Regions from separate parts of the Mus musculus genome. Here region 2 is linked to region 1. A link is a contact called in public Hi-C data. All regions are on one chromosome and are shown on one strand. Each heading gives the region's core, a stretch centred on a gene start, on an enhancer-like site or on the middle of the called end of the contact. The rest is flanking DNA. Distances are from core to core; before and after follow the strand shown. Region 1 overlaps Spag16 (sperm associated antigen 16). Region 2 overlaps Spag16 (sperm associated antigen 16).

What was found. A called contact is a pair of places that touch in the nucleus more often than the background predicts.
Region 2: a contact with region 1 is called in a Hi-C map of the C2C12 cell line, with 2.3 times the contacts expected there. The contact joins two enhancer-like sites. A contact is called at or near these places in 12 of 484 Hi-C or Micro-C datasets (the AML12 cell line, the C2C12 cell line, the HL-1 cell line and 5 more).

Annotation. Positions count from the first base shown.
Region 1 is chr1:70,134,274-70,137,017 of GRCm38.p6, forward strand. All of the region lies in intron 11 of Spag16 (sperm associated antigen 16), which reads left to right. Among named protein-coding and RNA genes, the nearest start is that of Gm23879, 180 kb to the left of the region's middle. Within about 2 kb of position 1,363, at least 22 of the 459 cell types and tissues checked have an H3K27ac peak or open chromatin away from gene starts, as enhancers often do. A contact at or near this core is called in the C2C12 cell line, the HL-1 cell line and tail fibroblasts, where this site is marked.
Region 2 is chr1:70,256,338-70,259,375 of GRCm38.p6, forward strand. All of the region lies in intron 11 of Spag16 (sperm associated antigen 16), which reads left to right. Among named protein-coding and RNA genes, the nearest start is that of Gm23879, 300 kb to the left of the region's middle. Within about 2 kb of position 1,329, at least 8 of the 459 cell types and tissues checked have an H3K27ac peak or open chromatin away from gene starts, as enhancers often do. A contact at or near this core is called in the C2C12 cell line, the HL-1 cell line and tail fibroblasts, where this site is marked.

The DNA.
Region 1 (2,744 bases), core at 113-2,612:
TCAGATCATAATTACTGTCTTTTCTCTAATAAAAATTTAAAAGGCAGCTTTGGAATCTTTGGCCACCTGAATTCATTAATGAAAAGTTTATTTAAATCCTGGAAAACTTATGTAATGCACTTGTTTTTCTGATCATACACAGTGTTCCTCGAATTCTAAATTTAAAGCAGTAAAATGGTAAATAAAGCAGACATATGACTTATGATCATGGTCTTAAAAAACTGTTGTGGGAGATAAACATGAAATAATCCAAGAGAGAAACTATCTGTAACAAGTACTATGAAGGATCACCTCCAATGTCTATGAAAGGTCTACGATGGGAGACTTGGCATAACGCCAGTCAAAGACTTTGCTATCTGAGGTGATTGCTGAATTTGCATCTAAGGGATTTCATATCTAGGTAGAACATTGCATCAGAAGACTCAAGGAGCTATGCTGCCAGGAAGAAGAGCATAAAGGCTCATCAACAAGACAGTGTTCCACAAGTATAAGGGAAGTTATGGGTTGGATTTGGCCACCTTCAAAATCATTTTAAAATGTATGTTTTTATTCTAGCTTCTACCACTTCCGAATGTAAAATTTCTTATAGAGTCTATGAAGATTTAACAAAGTTAAAACTAAATAGTCCGTGTGGGCTGTATTCTGGTATGGCTTTTGTCTTCTGGGATGAATGTTGGGGACAGAGATGTCTATAGAAGAGGTAGGTAAACAGTCACAGTGAAAAAGCAGCCACCTGTAAGCTATGGAATGCTTACCAGAAATGGAGTCAGTCCTGGAAGAGTTTCTACCTTATAACCTCAGATGAAACATAGTCCTGTTTGGAACTTCATTTTGGATTTCTGTCTTCCAAAAGTATGACATGACCTATTCCTGGGGTTCTAAGACACATGGTTTGTGGCTGCAACTACATAGGCAGAGCAAACCAAACTGAAAGCTTGCCAGTAGTATTGAAAGTCTAGAGGGAGGACAGTGTGTGTCAACCAGTAGAAGGCACGGTGATAAGCAGGGGCCAGATCTTGGTTAACTCTAAGTAAATTTTTTTTTAATTTTTGTATTTAAGATATATATTTTGATTTATTTATACCTATGCTTGTCTGTCTGTGTGCATACATGATATAGGTGTGTGTGTGTGTGTGTGTGTGTGTGTGTGTGTGTGTGTTCTGTGCTTATATTCCAGATTTTCTGCTTTTACCAGAAAGTGATATTGGCTCATGTAAGCTGGAGATAGAAATGGTTGTGAGAATCCTAGCTTGATACATAGTTGCTGAAAACTGAACTTCTTTGTTCAAGAGTGTGCAGCAATCATGCCTTACCACTGAGTCATCTCCCCACTGAGCCATCTTTTATCATAAGAGAAAGAGAGTTACTTAAGTGAAAAAAATGTTTAAAGGAAAAGAACAACTGAGACAGGCTGGTAGCAGTAGCTCCAGTGGAACGTCAGTGGTAAGCTATGAGAGAAACGGGAAGAAATCCATGAATGAGCTGCCAAACCCCATATTAATCAGCAGCCAGGCCTTTACTCCAGCTGCCATCTCTTGTTTCATCATGGTTTTCCACCTCTGTAGATTTCCACCAACACAGAAACATACTTTTTGCTCTTCTCTCTTCTTTCTTGACTGGTGTTAGCTGACTGCAGAATCATCTTCATCAACTGTGGTGCTGTCTATTACATTCTAAGAGACTGAAACTTCAGCTGGACCTCATAGCCAGAGTTGATCATACTCCCTGAGGCCATTTAACACTTAAGACTGCTATCCTACTGTGTACTCGACCTGCTTGTTCAGTTTGCCTTTAAGGGGACAATATAACCACACACCTTACTTCCTTGGATTAGACATGGAAGAAACTTTTATAGCTTAAGCTAATGCAGAGCTGTGATCTCAAAGTGTGTACTGTCTTCTTCCCCTGACCTAGAGTGATGCTGAATGTTTTAATCATCATTTGCTGAGAGCAGCAAAAATAGAAGGTGACAAAAAGAGGAAGGGATTTGATTTCATTCCTTAAGGTGACACCCACACATTATTATTGACTCAGAATTTGTTATTAACACATTCAAATCAACTGCGATAAATGGTTGTTCTTTGTGTGACAATGGGTTTGTTCCTGGTAAATGTCTTTTTATGAAGATTTATTGTATCAACGTTATAGTGTGCATTTACACACTTAATGTATATAAATCAACCACTTTATGTGGCTTCTTGATACAATCCAAAGCTGTGGAAATCCAGACTTCCATGAAGCTATAGCCAAGTGTAATGTGGCATACCCTTTACAGTAAATTTTATAATAATTCTTTCTCATGACCAGTTATCACCATCTTCGTCTTCATCTGTCTTAGCTACTTTTCTATTGCTGTGCTAAAAATACCATGACCAAGGCACTTATCAAATAAACCATTTATTAGAGGTTCACAGTTTCAAACAGACTCCATGACCATCATCGTGTGGAGCACGACAGCAGACATAGTGCTTGTCCAGTAGATAAGAATTCACATCCTGAGACACAAGAAGGTGGCAGAGAGTGCTAACTAGGAAAGGCTTATGCTTTTGAAAACTCAAAGCCTACTGCCAGTGACATGCCTCCTCCATCAAGGCAACACTGACTAATCCTTTCCAAATGATACTCCCAACTGAGGACCAATAATTCAAATATAAGAGCCTATGGAACCCACTCTCTCAAATCACCATGCCCTTTCTTTATTTCCTTTCTAAATCTTCTAGCACAGTGACTCTTATACCTTGTAC
Region 2 (3,038 bases), core at 79-2,578, 120 kb after region 1:
CCATTTCTTTGATTTCTTATTTGACCCATTTATCCTACCATAAAGAGTTATTTAATCTTCCTGAATGTATGTTTGTATATTATCTATATCTCCATGAGATGTGTTTGATGTCAATTTAAATTTTATTTAATTATTGTCAGATAGAATACATGGAAGTATTCTGTTTCTGGATTTATTAGGATTTATTTTGTCTCCCAGAGTATGATATGTTATTGAGATCTATGTCTGTGAACTGCTTAGCTTTTGTACAGATGGCCTATCTTTTGGAGAAATTAAAATAATCACCCACTATTAATGGGTTGATTTTAATTTGTGTATTTCGTTGCAATGTGCAAGGTTTTTTGTCCTTTCTTTATGAAATGAGGTATACAGTTTGATGCATGCTGTGAACATACATCATGACTCTCCTTGCATGGACCTTGACACTTTAAGTCCACCTGTTATTTGATATGTTTCTATTAGCTGTTGACTTTCCTGCAGAGTGGTGAAACCGTGAGTCCACTCAAGTGGCATCTGCATTAATGATGAGCATCTCTAGGGTAAATAGATCTAAATGCATTATTTTGTGTTACGGCTCTGCACTCTCAGCTAATATTTTCTTTGTTCACTTGTTCCACAAGTCTCATTTTCTACATAATAGCTAGAAATATCTTTAAAACATCAGTCCCATGCCACTCACCTGGTTTATCCATCCATTTAATGCAGACATCAGAAAATAGCTGAGTCTGGATAATATTCAAAGAACAGAAGTTCATCCCTTCAAAGTTCTGGGAATCAGAAACATGATACTGGCTTTGGCCCCAATCTGTCATGGGTCTTTTGGTAGACAGCACAGCTGTGAGCGTGCACATAAGGCCACAGAAATCAGGATCTCTCTCCATGCTCTGTAACAAGGCATTCTTAGGAAGACCAATTCCAGCAAACCAACCCAAATCCCTTAATGACTCCAGTCATCTATCTATCCTGTTTTAGACCTCACTACTCAAATCTCCTACCACCTCTCACCTTATCATACTGTCTCTCATCCTATCTCATAATAATAACACTTGGGAAATATCAACAATATCCAGATACCCACCCCCAACCAGGCAATCATCATAGGATAAATAAATCTCTGTTTTTCCTCCCCCAAGACACTGTATGACCTGATCTGAATGGTTGTCACATTCCTTGCTTTTGCTCATCCTTTAGCCTCTCTAGTTGTCTACCTACCCTCAGTGCACCAGCTCTCCTTAGCCTTGCCATTTCTGCACTGCCATCTGTGCCCAGCACTCTGTCCTGAGGCCTTCTGAGGAAGCTTCTTCCTGCTCACTCGGATTCAAGTTGGAATTTCAGCTCTCCGATGAGAGCTTCTTGAGTCATAGAAATGAAATTCCTTCCTCCGATCGTGGTCATATTACTGTCTTTTGGTTCTTTTGTGCTAGATAATTTTGTTTATTTTGGTTTTATATTTTCCCTTACTTGTTCATAATCCCCTGAGCATTACTGAGCCTGTCTGTCTGTTTTGTACTCTACACCATAGCTTCTTAGCACATATTTGTTTAAATAATGGGAAAAGCTAATGTCCCTATCCAGAAGCATATCTAAACATATGATGCAGTTATTAGACTAGCAATCATCAGGGGAATAGCGTGTGTGTGTGTGTGTGTGTGTGTGTGTGTGTGTGTGTGTGTGTGTGTTACGGCAAACTATTAGACTAGCAATCATCAGGGGAATAGCGTGTGTGTGTGTGTGTGTGTGTGTGTGTGTGTGTGTGTGTGTGTGTGTGTTACGGCAAACTACAGGGGAGCCAGCAGCCATGAGTGTGTGTTTTCTTTAAGGGCAAGTGTGTAAGTGGTTACCTAAGGTCATAGGGCATGAGGCATTTCAGTATTCATTTGTTCTCAACCCAATTCTGCACCTTCTGTTTGGCAATAATTAGAGCCTGTGACCCAAAGTGAAGGAAACATTTGCAAAGCTGATTTACCTACAGTGAAGACAAGGGTATCTAATTAGTCTTTCTTGTGACAATCTTTTTGGGAATAACAGTGTTCCCTTTGAAAAGTCTAACTATGCTGCTTCTGTCACCAACTCTGCTGATAATTAGCAGTGTTCTCCAGACACCTACACGCATCCCCTCCAAAATATCCCATGTAGCTACGCCACGTTTTCGATTTAGACAGGCGAGCATTTCAGTAGCTACCATGTGGTCTGGAAGAATGCTTCTTATTATAAAAAAAGATTTAAAAAACATGCTACAGGATATTGTTTTATGTAATGTGCCTGGTATATTGCTTAACAAAACACTTCATGGAAACTTCATCAGGACATGGCTTGATTAAGTCTCAAAATTAGCATGCACCCACAACTTCTTTTTTTGAATCTCAAAGATGTTTTCTCGTACTATTTCTACACTAGTCACAAGCTTATTAAGTTGGGAATGAGGTGACAAGGCCTTTGTCTTCGTGTCTTGTAATTATAATTAATAGTAAGTTAAAGAAAAGCAGAACGCTTATATTCAAAGTTTAAAGTCACTATGTGACTATGTGGCACTTGGAACAGGTTCTGGGAAGACATTAAGTTGGAGATTACTCTTCTTAATTAGAACTTTTGGGAAACATCTTGGGGAAGGAAAGTTAGGATGTTGCTGTAGAGAGACATGTATATGTGGCCAGAGTCTGAGGACAGGACTCCTGCGGTCTTCATGAGGAAGCCCAGAGCCCAACAAGGAGCAGTTTCCCCTCACCTCCTGAGCTAGTTGTAAATCTAACGTCAGCTGTAGAAGGAGTCTCTCCTGAGTGCTCCCTTCACTGTGAAAGACAGCACAGAAATCTTATGTTGAGTGGGAAGTTGTTATTTACACTAGATTAATTTTATCAGAGAATGTACCATTTGTCGAGAGCTGACCATAATCAGGTGGTTCTTCCAATGTGCATGAACTCTTGCACACAAGTGTGTGCACGCACACACACACACACAAATACAAACACACATACACATACAAATTCATATATATATATATGTATATATATATATATATGCATATATATATATATACA